Linked DNA regions of Ovis aries: region 1 is linked to region 2. The links are chromatin contacts, called in public Hi-C maps. All regions are on one chromosome and are shown on one strand. The core of a region is the stretch at or near the end of the contact, and the rest is flanking DNA. Distances in the headings are between cores, read along the strand shown. Region 1 holds the start of FARP2 (FERM, ARH/RhoGEF and pleckstrin domain protein 2). Region 2 overlaps FARP2 (FERM, ARH/RhoGEF and pleckstrin domain protein 2).

The links. A called contact is a pair of places that touch in the nucleus more often than the background predicts.
Region 1: a Hi-C map of muscle shows a contact between it and region 2, with 6 times the contacts expected there. The contact joins the promoter of FARP2 here to the enhancer-like site in region 2. A contact is called at or near these places in 6 of 16 Hi-C or Micro-C datasets (blood, hypothalamus, mixed tissues and 3 more).

The regions. Positions count from the first base shown.
Region 1 is chr1:473,944-480,978 of ARS-UI_Ramb_v3.0, reverse strand. It overlaps FARP2 (FERM, ARH/RhoGEF and pleckstrin domain protein 2), which reads left to right and starts at 3,089. Exons shown (of 27, transcript XM_042239310.1): 1 at 3,089-3,158. It overlaps LOC121817693, which reads right to left and starts at 2,845. Exons shown (of 1, transcript XM_042239140.2): 1 at 1-2,845. SEPTIN2 (septin 2) reads left to right here. Exons shown (of 13, transcript XM_042239362.1): 13 at 1-1,676.
Region 2 is chr1:410,895-418,108 of ARS-UI_Ramb_v3.0, reverse strand. It overlaps FARP2 (FERM, ARH/RhoGEF and pleckstrin domain protein 2), which reads left to right. Exons shown (of 27, transcript XM_042239310.1): 8 at 718-865. Among named protein-coding and RNA genes, the nearest start is that of STK25, 47 kb to the right of the region's middle. Within about 2 kb of position 1,273, at least 28 of the 54 cell types and tissues checked have an H3K27ac peak or open chromatin away from gene starts, as enhancers often do.

The DNA of each region.
Region 1 (7,035 bases), core at 1,840-4,339, 61 kb before region 2:
TTTCACAGTACCTGTGCCTAAGAATTTAATTTTTTTTAGAACTTCCAATGTTATTTTGTATGCAGTACCTTAACATTTGCATTTCGTTGTTACGTTATACTTTATATTCTGTGAAGTGAACTGTCCATTTTCCTTATTCTTCCACTTTAAGTAACCACTAACGCTAGAACTGATTCCCAGGAACCAGTCAGCACGTATAGTTAATAGGGGAATTTTGTCTGACTGGCCTAACCGACTAATCGAGATTTACTTATAGAACGTTCAGATTTCCGAGAACGTTCCTGTGCGGCAGAGACATGAACACAGAAGGATGAGCTGCCTGGGTGCCGGGCCGCCTCTCCCCGGGCTGCGGCGCCTGCTCCCTGCCTTTACTTTCGTTCAACCACAACGTCCAAAACCAGTTCTGCTGCTATAGCTTCACGCTGTTAATACATCTGCACGTTATCTGTTTACCAAATGAAAAGGTATCTAATTGGATACATGTTTATACTTAAATAGCTTTTTTACAAGCAGGCTGTTAGGGGTGAGTTTTTAAACAAGTCTTTGAATTGTGAGGCCATTTTTTAAACCACTGTGCAGAGGACTCAGCACAAGCCACGTTCTATAGAGTTTGCCACGAAAGCCCTCGAGCGACCGTTTCCACGTCACGGCTGAGACCCCGGCCTATGTGGTGAGAGTCGGTGAGCTCTGTACTCAACTAGATTCAAGCATAACTTCTTACGGGGAGTTAGCAGTTGGTCTGTGCAGAAGCCTGCCGTTGTGGCAGGCTTGGCGTGTTTCCTGTGACTGCGGTGTGGAAGCTGCGTCTGGGCAGCGCCGCCACGGTTCCCAGCGCAGTTCTGGTTTGGCTTCACTTGGACTAATCCCACTCTCAACGGTGTTCAGGCAGATAGCCGTGTGTGGCCTGTCCCATCTGTTTTCAGCCGCCGTGGTTTCCTTCCTGACGTGTTAGCACAGACTTGTCCACAGGTGGCTTGAGAGTGAAGGCGCTCTCAGACTTGCCCTGTGGGCTGGCTGGCGGCGCCACCGTGGGTGCCGCACCGGCCGGTTCCTTGCCCCGCGGTTGATCGGTCCCCAGAAGTGCCACATGGAAGGAGACTGGAGGGAGTGGCTGCTGGCTCAGCGTTCTCATCCCACTGGAGCACAGGGGCTGACGTGGAGAAGCGCTGCGCTGCAGGGCCGAGGCCGCCCAGGAAGGAAGGGAGATGGTGGCAGCATTAGCCAGGTGCGCTGCGCAGCGAAGGCCGTCTGGTGTTCTCCCGACTGCCCTTCGCTGCTGCCTGCCTGGGAGCGGTCAAGAGCTGTAGGTTTGGGTGCAGTGTACAGGTTTTATTTACCAAGAAGTGTTCCATTTTGGCATTTATCAGCTACGCTAGTAAAAGCTGTTTTTTAAAAGGGGGTGGGGTGGCAGTACTTCAAAGTGGTAGACGGTATAAGCCCAGTAAGTCCAGTGCCAGCTGCCACCTAATGGATGCGTGGGTGTGGGTGGACCTACACTTTCAAATTCCCTTCTGTTTTGCTGCTCCAATCTAAATACTTTTGCTAATAGATAATTGCTCTTTAGTTACTAAGAGATAAAACTTTACCTATAAAAATGTATTTTGAAAACTTATTTTACACAGCAATTTTGTATCCGCTGAAACTAACCTTTCACCAATAAAGCACTATTGTTTAGATATTAAGTGAGATATTCTTTGCTCTTTACAAGGTAAAGGTGTAAGATCTCAGAAACACTCAGAGAAAGTTCTGCATTTCCTGTGTATAAAAAATGGGGAGGAAGTATTCGCATGAACATCAGTACAGAACAGCTCTGTACTGGTGATCCCAGCTGGAAAGGAGGAGCCACGAAGCCTGGAAAGAAAGGATTTACAGGGGAACTGATAAAAAGGAGCTCTAATGAGAGCTCGATGTCTGCCCTCCGGGTAGAAAACGTGACAGAAGCAAGGTCTCATTCACGGTAGGGACAGCCACTGACCAGGAGGAATGCTGGAAACCTGATCTGGGGGTGGCATCCGGACCCCTGGCCCCTCCGCCCAGGACCGCCTGGGCCCCTTTTCTTCTGTAGTTCTCTCCAGGCCCGTCCCTCCCTCGGTGTTCCGGCTTATGCTCTGCAGCCTCTACTGGGTCCCCCGCCGCTCTGACCAGGGTCTCCCTGCGTGGCCTCCCTGGCAGTGTGCTCCTGTCGGGGTTCTGTGCCTCGGAGGGGACGGGTGCGGGGTTCTGCGCTGAGGGCCGGTTAGAGAAAAAACCCGGCGGAAACAACGGAGGCAAGAGTGCCCTTCCGAGGCAGCCCCGCGGAAAGCAGATACTCCTCCTTGTGTGAGATGTGCCCGGAGGCCAACCAACCAGGATTCTCCAGGATGGTTCGGGACTTACTTCCTAGATAGCCGCGCGGGGGCGCTCCTGGCCTGCCCGCGGGGACCGCGGCGGGGGCAGGACCGGGGCAAGTTGAGCCGGATCTCCAAGAATGCACAGGAGCTCACTCAACTGCTCGAAGAAGGGGCGTGTGCTCCCGCAAATCGTGGGCCTGGGCGCTCCGGAGATGGTGCCACGTTTCCATTCCCCGGTGGGGGACCGCGAAAGCTAGGGGGCCGCTGGGCGCCCAGCACGGCCCGTTTCCTCTACAGCACACCTTCGCCTGGCCCTCGGCGCCCCTAGGCCCACCCGGGTAGCCCCAGGAGAAGAGGACCTGGTAACAGGGACGCAGGCGGCCACGGCCCAGGGCAGAACGAGGCTGCAGACAGATCTGGGCCGGAGTCGCGCCCCGCCCCCCGTGCCGACGCCCCGCCCCTCCCGAGCCGTAACCATGCCCCAAGCACGGATCTGCCGCCCCGCCCCCTGAGCCGACGCCGCGCCCAGAACCGCCCGCGGCTCCGCGAGCCGAGCTGGCCGAATTACATCCGACTCTGCGCGTGCCTTCTCGCCCTACAAATCCACCAATCGGAGCTCTGTGCCGCGCTTCCAGGCTGCGGCCGCGGAGGCCCCGCCCCAGGAGCCGTCAGACCAATCGGCGGCGCATCCGCGGGGCGAGGGCGGGGCCCTGGGCGGGGCGGGGAAGGGGCGCGGGGCGCGGGGGCGGCCCGCGGGCAGTAGGGAGCCGGGCGGAGCCGGCGCGGACTCGGAGGCCGCTGCGGGCGACAGCTCGGGTCGGACAGCCGGTGAGGGCGCGGGGCCGCGCGGCAGCGGGCGAGCGGGGGCCAGGGCACGCCTCGGGGGCGGGCGGCGGAGGCCGCAGGCCGAAGCCTGAGGCAGGGCGGGCGCCTCCGGACAGCGAGCGGCCAGAGAAGTCTGCTCCTGGCCTGGGAAGGCCTTCGGGCGGCGGGCCGCGTGTGAGGAGGGCGCTGTTTGGGGAGCCTGCCCGCTGGGGGCCCCGGGGTACGCGTGGGGGCCCCGGGGTACGCGTGAGGACCCCGCGTGGGGGCCCCGGGGTGTGCGAGAGGACCCCGCGTGGGGGCCCCGGGGTGCGCGAGAGGACCCCGCGTGGGGGCCCCGGGTGGGCGTGGGGGCTCCGCGTGGGGGCCCCGGGTGGGCGTGGGGGCCCCTCGTGAGGCCTGGGCAGAACCGCAAGTGGAAGCTCGGGCGACTTGCGGCCATGCCCTTTTTGGCCTTTCCTTAAATGGTCTTAAGGCTGGTATTAGGTGTTAATGCTTTTACTCCGGGAAACCTGGAAAGGCTCCTCAGGCAGTGAGAGCCTTCCAGAGCCCGCCCTGATAGCTGGGACCTGACCATGCCTAGCGATCGCTCAGGCCGGGGTCCACACCTACCCTGGTGGCCACGGCCTCCGGAGGCCTTCCGCGTGCTGGTCGGTCGTAATTGCCGAGAAAACAGATTCCCGGGAGGTGCACTGAAGGAAATAGCCCGAGCCCACAGTGAAGGGAAGAGGTACATCTCAGGGTGGCTTTTCCGTGCGCCTTTGCTGTCTCTGTGCGGAGCTTTGGGCGGGGCACTCTGGAGAGCGTGATGGCCGTGGCACGGCGCCAGAGGGCTGGTGGGTGGTGTGCAGGGCCAGCGGCGCACCTGGGAGCTGGGCAGGCGTGGAGTGGCCTTTGCTTGCAGGCAGATCTGATGTTCATCTGTATCTGCGGCCCTTTGAAAGTCCTGAGTTCCTTACACCACAAGACGTAACTCTCCGTGAGGGGTTATGAAGCACTTCACACCTGGTGTTTGTATTTTGTTTTGTTGTTCACTCTCTCTGACTGTCATGTCTTTGCAACCCCATGGACTGTGGCACACCAGGCTCCTCTATCCTCCACTGTCTCCTGGAGTTTGCTCAAACTTATGTCCACTGAGGGACCGTTGTCATCCAACCATCTCTTCCTCTCACCCCCTTCTCCTCCTCTCCCTCAGTCTTTCCAATGAGTCAGTTCCTCACATCAGGTGGCCAAAGTATTGGAGCTTCAGCATCAGTCCAATGAATATTCAGGGTTCATTTCCTTTAGGATTGACTGGTTTGATCTCCTTTTAGTCCAAGGGACTCTCAAGAGTCTTCTCCAACACCATAGTTGGAAGCATCAGTTCTTCAGCGCTCAGCCTTCTTTATGGTCCATCTCTCACATCCATACATGACTACTGTAAAACCATAGCTTTGACTTTGCAGGTCTTTGTCAGCAAAGTGATGTCTCTGCTTTTTAACATGCTGTCTAGGTTGGTCATAGCTTTCCTTCCAAGGAGCACACGGCTTAACTTCATGGCTGCAGTTAAGTTGTCTCAAAATCTGCAGAGATGATGTGGCCAGGCCCTGGCCCCAGTTGGAAGCAGAGTGGGTGGCCGGTGCCGGATCACGCCTGGACCCGCTTCCTGGGCCAGGACTCCTGCTTTGTTGCTGAGCCTCAGTGAGCACTGAGCTGTCTGGACCAGGAGCTGCAAGAGCTGCAGAAGTTTGCTGGCTCGTCACCTGCTTGGACCTTCTCTCCTGGTAGGCTCCCTGCTTCCTTCTATACTAATTCCTTCCCCAGAAGAGGAATTTTTATGATACATTCACGTATCTCTCCTTGGGTTCCTTAGCAACAAATGGGGTTGCAGTTTACGTGCCTCATAGACTTGTGAGGATCAGGCATCAGTAGCTAGCTGCCTGGAACCCACTAAGTGCTTAATCGGTGTCAGCCGTCATGTTGTCGGGCAGAAAAGCAGTCTGGGTGCACAGTCCGGAAAAAAGGAGGCAGTATTTAAGCAGAGCTGTCCTTCCTGGGAGAAGGGCATGGCCTGTGTTGACAAAGCAAAGGTGGAGGCATGGCTAGTTCTCTGCGTGTGCTTTTCAGTCCATCAGGCCCCTCCTCTCCTTTCCAAACACCTTGCCTCTCGGCACAGCAGTGCGCCCTCTGTCCTGAGAAGGTAGCAGGTGGCTGTTCCTGCTGCTTATCCTTTCAGGTTTGTTCCTGCTTTTCCTTCACCCACTCTCTTGTAAGCCTGCCACCTCCCCTTTTGCTCAGTGGGTCGCAAGTTTCCTGCACACACCTTGGCGTTCTGTGCAGGAAAAGCCCTGTAAAGCTGAGTCGCCCGAGGTCGCTGGAGCCGAGGTCGCCCCGTCCCGCTGTCTGAGATCCACGTGTGGAGCGTCGTTGGGCTGCAGCATATTTGTCAGCTCCGGGCTTTACCTTGGCAACCGGGTGTCAAAAGTGAGGGCTCCACAGAGCTTAACATGACGGAGGCCAGAATGTGATGGCTTTCTGGTGATTCTGTAAATTGGTCTAATCTTTATGGAGAGCACCTAGCAATAAGTGAGAAAAGGTTTAGATTTTGGAATCCCGGTTTGAAAGCAGACTTGGGTACACACGGCAAGTGAGACTGGTAGCGCGCTCTGCGGCCGCAGACACGCCCCGGCGACCCCTCCTCGCCCTTCCCTCCCGACAAAATTTGAACCATTATGATCCCTGGAAATACGTTCAAAGAGACATCTCAACCAAAACGGCAAAGCAGCTCGTACACAGCCTTTCCACTGATTTAAAAATACACGAGGATGTGGACAAGGACCGGAGGAGAAGGTGGAGTGATGTAAGTGGTTTTATTTTAGGGTCACAGGACTGTTTTCCAATTTACAGTCGTTTTAAAATCCAAGACCAGAAAGGCCCTCTGACACTGTCGGATGCAGTGATGAGCTTGGCTTCGCCCATCTCTCCTAGCTGCAGAGTACCAGGTGGTGAGATCCCACCCAGGCCTCCTAGGTGGGCTCTGAGGACCCCCACGGCCCAGCCCGTGGGTGCCCTCAGGGCCCCGCCCGTGTGCACTGCTCTGCCCAGCCAGCCCTCCACTCCGCCGTGGGCCCAGCTCCACTCCGTGCTGGAGAGCCGCCCAGCAAGGCCAGCCGCGCCCCCTCCTCAGTGCTCCCTGGTGCTGCCTGCACTCCGCTGTGTGGTCCGGGCCACTTCCACAGGCGTCTCCCCTTCTGGCTCATCCCATGCTCAGCACGTGGGGTCCCTTAAGCCCAAGAGGGAATGGCACACCGTGAGGGCGGGGGTGGGGGAAGGCTGAGGTCACACGCGTTGCAAGTCACTAACCTTTCTGAGCCTGGATTCCTTGTTTTGTGAGCCAGGGGCGGGCCTGGCGGCCACTCAGGACTCTTGAGGGGTCTGACACAGACACCCGCCTTTCGCTGAGGCCTCCTCCCTCCCTCTCCACCCACCAGATCCCTAGCGGCTTCTGGCTTCACTCCTTGCAGCTCTTACCAGCACTTAGGAGACTGGCTTCTGTGTCTTCCCTGCTGTGATGGGGCAGTGGGGTGAGGGGGGCGGGGGTTTCTCCTCTCAGAGGCTCCTGTGCTTTTAGGGACTTGGACTTGCTCTTTTCAGAAGCAAGGTGCTCGCTGAACATTTGGGTGAGTCAGGTTTCATCGGGGCAGAGTGGATAGCAGTTTTTATGGGACCTGAGATTTACCAGTGTAGGGGAGGGGACCTCTTTAAGAAACACAGTGTTAGAAATAAAAATTAACTTGGAGTGCAAATATTTATTTAGAATGAGAAAAAGTAAATACGTTACAGAGTTGAGAAAGCTGACCATTAATACAACATTCAGAAAAGATCCAGAAAAATAGCGTATTTG
Region 2 (7,214 bases), core at 24-2,523:
GCGTCTTTTAATTTCATGGCTGCAGTCACCATCTGCAGTGATTTTGGAGCCCCCAAAAATAAAGTCTGACACTGTTTCTGCATCTATTTCCCATGAAGTGATGGGACCGGATGCCATGATCTTCATTTTCTGAATGTTGAGCTTTAAGCCAACTTTTTCACTCTCCTCTTTGACTTTCATCAAGAGGCTTTTTAGCTCCTTTTCACTTTCTGCCATAAGGGTGGTGTCATCTGCATATCTGAGGTTACTGAAATTTCTCCCGGCAATCTTGATTCCAGCTTGTGTTTCTTCCAGTCCAGTGTTTCTCATGATGTACTCTGCACAGAAGTTAAATAAGCAGGGTGACAATATACAGCCTTGACGTACTGAGATACCATTAAATACCATTAAATACGTGGTGTGTCCCGTCTTTAGTATTCGTCTCTGCCTGTAATGTTTGGACATCAGTTTGTCTGTATGAAGATAAAATCATAAGGCTGAGCATCTCAGGAGTGCAAAGAAAGTATCTGCCCCCTGGGGAGTACCGACCGGAAGGAAGGGGCCAGCTTCTGTGGCCTCTGTGCAGCGTTCTTCGTTGTGGGTACACATCTGTAGGGCGTGGCCGCCCCCCTGAAGACTGGAGCCCCTGTGCTGCCTGTGTGTCCGCTCTGTTTTCTGGTCTCTCTGTCTGAGTTTCTGCTCTCAGGAGCGCTGTGAACTTGCTGTCTTTCATTGCAGGGGCCAGACGCCGGCTGAGTCAGACTTCCAGGTGCTGGAAATTGCCCGGAAGCTGGACATGTACGGCATCAGATTTCACTCGGCTTCTGACCGGGAGGGGGCCAAGATCAAGCTGGCCGTTTCACACACGGGCATCCTGGTGTTCCAGGTAGGTGGCGGGGTGCCCTCCTTTCGTGCGCTGGCGAGTCTTTGTCGCCGAGTCACCTCACACTGGGAGGCGGAGCATTTGGACTGTGTGGTCCCGCCTGTCCCCCTTAGAGAGGTCGTTTCCTAGCCCTGGACTCTGTCCCGGAGCCCACTCTTCCTTCTAATGCTGTTTGGAAGGTCGTCCCCCGGAACCTCACCCGGGGGCTCAGAGCACCCTGCAGGGCGGCGTCTGCCCCGGGGGTGGGGGGCTGCTGCGCGTGGGGTCTCCGCCGCCGGCCACAGTCCCACTGAGTGCAGGAGCCCGAGCCACCTGGAGAGCCTCGGGGGCCGCGCCCGTGGTCCTGGGGCCGTCTGCACCCGCTGGATGTGCGCGAGGGAGGAGATACGTGAAGGGCCCCGAGCAGTGTTTCTGGTGACGTATCTGCGTGCTGGGTCTGGTGGTGTGAAGCACCCGGAAGCAGCCGCGGGCGCCCGCCTGGGCTCCGGGGCCCTCCCTGGCGCGGGGCCGCCTGGGCTCCGGGGCCCTCCCTGGCGCGGGGCCGCCTGGGCTCCGGGGCCCTCGCTGGCGCGGGGCCGCCTGGGCTCCGGGGCCCTCCCTGGCGCGGGGCCGCCTGGGCTCCGGGGCCCTCCCTGGCGCGGGGCCGCCCGGGCTCCGGGGCCCTCCCTGGCGCGGGGCCGCCCGGGCTCCGGGGCCCTCCCTGGCGCGGGTCCCGCCCAGGACCTCGGCACCTCGGGAACGAGGCCTCCCGCTGCAGCGCCTCCCTCCGCGACGGGCTTCACGCAGCCCCTGAGACAGCCGGTCTGAGCCCAGCCTCCCCAGCCAAGAACGCTTAGTTTCGCCTTCTCTTCCTTTCTCTTCCTTTCTCTTTTAAAATCAGGCATCAAATTTCAGTTTCCTGTCGGAAAGAATGCCAGGCTTGCACTTAGAGCGTCAGCGGTGTGGCCTCCTCCTGAGCCCCGGCCCCGCCGTGCCCAGGCCCCACTCGCACGCCCTCTGCCGGCGGCCCCTGCCCGGCACACGGGCACGCGCAGCCCTGAATCGAGGCTGTCATTCTTCCAGAAAAGCGCAGCCCTGAATCGAGGCTGTCATTCTTCCAGAAAAGCGCAAGCCATCTATGTCCAGAAGAAATTGCAAAAGCAAAGGATTAGAGACGTTGGGTTAAAGGCGGCAGACTGAATCCATTTCCACTCCCTCAGAATCCCCACTGGAATAACAGTGAAGGAATCTTTTAAACTTGACATCAGTGAGAACCAAGAATGGAAGGGAGCCCACGGAGGGCAAGGGCTGTCAGCGGAGCTGGGAGCTCGGAAGGCGAGGGGAATGGGCGCCGGGGCGGGGCCGGAGGCAAGACAGTTAGAGCGGCCGCCCCACCCCGGGCGGGGGCCTCCCCTTGGAGGTGGAGGGCAGTGCCTGCAAGTGGGCTTCTGACCCCGGGGTCCCCACTCCAGCCCTGGGAGCTGCCGGCCAGCCCTCAGAGCCTCCTCTTCAAAGACTCATCGCAGACGATCTGAAAACACGGAGAATCAGACGAGCACGTAGAGTCCCACGTGCTCGTCACACGAGTTCCCCCCAGGCCCGTGTTCTCACTCCCTGCCCCTCCACACACACACTCACACACACACAGATCACATATACAAATAGCAGCACACAGACACAGACACAGAACACATATACGCACACTGACCCATAAATATACACACAGACCACATCCACAGACAGAGACACATACACAGAGACCACATATACACACAGACCACATATACACAGAGACCACATATACACAGAGACCACAGATACACAGAGACCACATATACACACAGACCACATATACACAGAGACCACATATACACACAGACCACATCCACAGACAGAGACCACATATACACAGAGACCACATATACACACAGAGACCACATATACACACAGAGACCACATATACACACAGACCACAGATACACAGAGACCACATATACACACAGAGACCACATATACACACAGAGACCGCATATACACACAGAGACCGCATATACACACAGACCACATATACACACAGACCACATGTACACACAGACCACATGTACACACACACACAGATACATAGACACAAAGAAACCACATGTACTCACACATACATACTGATACACAGACACACACAGACACAGAGACACACACGTGTACAGAGATACATATATACAGAAACAGACCACATCCACACACAGAGACACATATACACAGAGACACATATACACGGAGACCACATGTACACACACAGAGACCACATATACACACACACACAGATACATAGATACACAGACACAAACACAGACATACAAACCACATATACACACACATACATACTGATACACATACACACACAGCCACAGAGACACACACGTGTACAGAGATACATATATACAGAAACAGACCACATCCACACAGAGACTCAGTTACAAACACCCACAGACACACACACACACACACACACACACACAGAGACACATACACAGTGACACACCGTGCAGACCGCATATACACAGACACACACACACAAGCGGGACGTGCACACGCACAGGCACACGGCGCACACAGGTGCACAATGAGCGCTGGGCCGCTGCCAGCACGTCTGGCTCCTCACGACCCCATGGACTGTAGCCCCCCGGCCCCTCTGCCCATGGGGCTCTCCAGGCAAGAGTGCTGCAGTGGGCTGCCCTGCCCTCTTCCCGGGGACCTTCCCAACCCAGGGATAAAGCCCACACCTCTCAGGCCTTCCACACTGGCGGGCAGGCGCTTTACCACTAACACTACCTGGGGAGCTGTACACGCACAGACAGGCACACGCATACACACAGAGAGAGACGTGTGCACACATATACACAGAGACACACACAGACACACACGCATGTTCTGAAGCCTTGAGGGTACGCTGCCCTCGCAGGGCCCTTGCCCCTGAGAGCGTCTGTGTGCTCCCCAGGAGGAGACCACGCCCTGTCGGGGCTGCTGTGCAGCTCTCACTGAGGCCCCTCAATCTACGGGTCTGCCCCCCTTGTCACCTGGCCAGGCGTGTCCACGCAGCTCCTGTTTTCTGCAGGCCAGGATGCAGTCTAGAAGTAGCCATAATGTTCAGCGGTCATGCTGCCGCTGCCTGTGACCCGGAGCAGTGGACCAGTCCGGGCACCGTTTTCCTGTGGCTAGAGTCAGGGACGGTGCCCAGCTGGGCCACGTGCAGGGGACACATGACCCCTCGGGGATGACCTCGGGCACCACCTGGCCTCTCTGGCGACGCGAACGCTGACCCCATGCTTTCTGGCTCTTCCCCTGCATCGTTATTGCTCTCTCTGTTTCAACTAATAAGCATCCTTGGAGAGACGCTGGGCCTTGCCTAGTGCCCCATAGACCAGCGTCCCCTGGCGGTGCCTGGCCAGGGCTTACCAGACGGTCCCTGACTTGGCACACCTGGGGCCTCCTGCTGAACTTAGACGGTGACAGGGAGAACCAGGGACTTGAGGAAAGCCTTCTTTCCAAGGAAGATGGTATTTGCAGGGCAGGTGTCAAACTTGTGAGAAGAAGAGACTCAGAGAAGCAGAAACTCGGGGCTGGAGGAGGTGCGAAAGCAGGAAAGCCTCTCTGCCCCACGCCTCATCCCCAGGGAGCAGGCACAGCTTCAGCATGAGCGTAGACTCTCTCTTGTGAGTTTCTGCTCTGCCTGGTTTGTCATAGTAAAATATTGGTAATTAACTGTTAGAGGGCTGGTTACAACGCACACGGTGCTGCACCCACGTCACGGGGTCCCTGGCCACCTGTCCCGAGGATGCAGGCGCTGTCCTAAGAAACGGGACGGCCTTTGAGATGCGCTGCTACAGGGAGAGAGTGCTCAGAGCTGTGTGTGTGACTTGCTGCCTCTTGTGGGGAAAAGGGAGGAAATCACACACACGCACACACACACACACACACACACACACACACACACACGATTTATTCCCTGTGGAAAAGCTGGCGTCGGCACCCCTTGGATGGTGACTAGAGTCAGCAGGCTTTCAGAAGAGGAGAGAAAGAAAGTGAAAGTGAAGTCGCTCAGTCGTGTCCGACTGTCTGCGACCCCATGGACTGTGGCCTCCCAGGTTCCTCCATCCATGGGATTCTCCAGGCAAGAGTACTGGAGCGGGTTGCCATTTCCTTCCCCAGGAGATTTTCCCGACCCAGGAATTGAACCCAGGTCCCCCGCACTGTAGGCAGACGCTTTACCGTCTGAGCCACCAGGGAAGACAGAGGGGAGAGGGGAACGCTAAGTCTGGACTCAGGTGGGTGCCTTGTTAGTATATTACTGTACTTCATGTCCCTTTGCAGAAGTAATGTCGAAGATCACTGATGACAAATACTTTAGCAGGTGTAATAAGAGGTTTGAAATACTGTGAGAATTCCCAAAATGTGGTACAGAGAAGTGAGTGAGCGCTGCTGGGAAAACGGTGCCCATAGACTTGCTCCAAGCAGGGTCACCACCAACCTTGAGTGTGTGCGCCAGGCCTTCTCGAAGAAGCCTCAGAAGTAAAAGCCCACACCCTGAAGCGAGAGCCGGCCAGGCGCAGGGACACAGCGGCCCGGAGAGGCGCAGGCTGGCAGCAGGAGGCCTGGGAGGCTGAGAGCCCCGCAAAGCAGAGAGAGACAGAGGGTGAGAGACGGAGAGACGGGAGGGAACTCCCGCAGCGCCCAGGCGGCCCAGCACCCCGGATTCTAGAGGCCGGACCCAAACGGCAGCGGAGGAATTGCTGCAGACGTTACTGGAGGAGAAGCGTCCAAACCTCCAGGCGCGGGTTTCCAGGTGGAAGGTGCCCACAGGCTTTACTCCCAGTGAAGGGAGATCTGGCAGGACTTGTCCATCTGAGACGTCAGAACACAGAAGATCAGCGGGCTTCCTGGGGAGAGGCGGGGAGGCATGAAATGCCGCCGGGCTGGACACTGCTGGATGGAGGTTCTAAATGTGAAAAAAAAGTCATTTCCAGCACCTGTGCAGCCAGACTCCTACCCAAGAAGAAAGTAGAAGAACTTCCAGACATGCTGCTCTTCAGAAAACTCAGTCCCCGTGCAGCCTTCTGAGGCCGAAGGTGCAGGAGAGGACCCAGGTGGGAGCCGAGGACACAGGCCGGCGTGTTGAGGAGTGGAGGGGGTGGCCATGCCCGGATGCGGAGATCCTGTGTCAGCAGAAGGACGCAGGGGCTCCGGGAGACTGCCAGGAAAGAAGCGGGCCTGCGCGAGAGTCCCCTGGGGCCCCAGAGGTGAGGGCTCAGCGCCTGCGCTGCTGTGGGGCGTGTGTGTGCACACGAGCTCAGTCGTGTCCAACTCTTTCTGTCCTCATGGACTGCAGCCCGCCAGGCTCCTCTGTCCATGGGATTTTCCAGGCAAAAATACTGGAGTGGGTTGCCATTTCCTCCTCCAGGGGATCTTCCCTTCCAGGGATCGAACCCATGTCTCCTGTTCAATCCCTGGGTCCCAGGTTCATTCCCTTGTCAGGGAACTGAGATCCTGCAAGTCCTATGGCACAACCAAAAAAGAAGCCGGTCAGAGATGTCATGGTGAGATCACATTGAAGAGTTTTAAAGGTCTGCAGGGAAGTTTTGAGCTGAACCAGTGACGGGCACATAGAAAATTATGGAGAGACAGTTAGCAGCTCTGGGAGCATTACATATATAGGAGGAAAATGCAGTTGTGGTCCACCCCTGCCCAGTTTGCGAGCAGCGCTCACATGATCAACAGCACAGGTCAGACTTGGGGGGACCGTAGGGAGGGGTGGACGCGGTCCCGCGGGGTGCGGTCCAGGCAGACAGCGGCGTGGGCCAGCGGTGTGGACAGGCCCTCTTCCCGCCTCCCGTGAGCCCCTGCGTCCAGGGCCGGGAGCTGAGGTGCGGCCTTCCCTTCTGTTGATGTTTTAAGGTTTGCTGGTTTTGAGGATGGAGTTGAGAAGCCTCCTGTGTCTCATTCTGAGCCACAGGTGGAGTGACTGCGTGTCGGCCGCGCAGGGAGGTGGGGGCTGACGTTTGAGTCGGGATCTCAGGGACATCTCTTAGGAATGCAAGGAATTGAGATGGAATTCACAGAACGTGAAGCCCACCCTTCAGAAGTATAAGTCAGTGTTTCCAGTATTAATATACTCGCAGAATCGTGCAGCTGTTGCCCCGATTCCAGAACACGTCGACGCCGCCCTCCCGGGCCCTGGTCCCGCCGCGCCCGGCTTCGCTGACCCTCTGCCTCTGTCCGCGGACACGCCTCCTCTGCCCCTCCCTGGGACCGGCCTCTGCGCCTCTGCGTGCCCTCGTTTCGGAGCCTGTCTGTGTTGTGCGTGTTTCCAAGCCTGCCT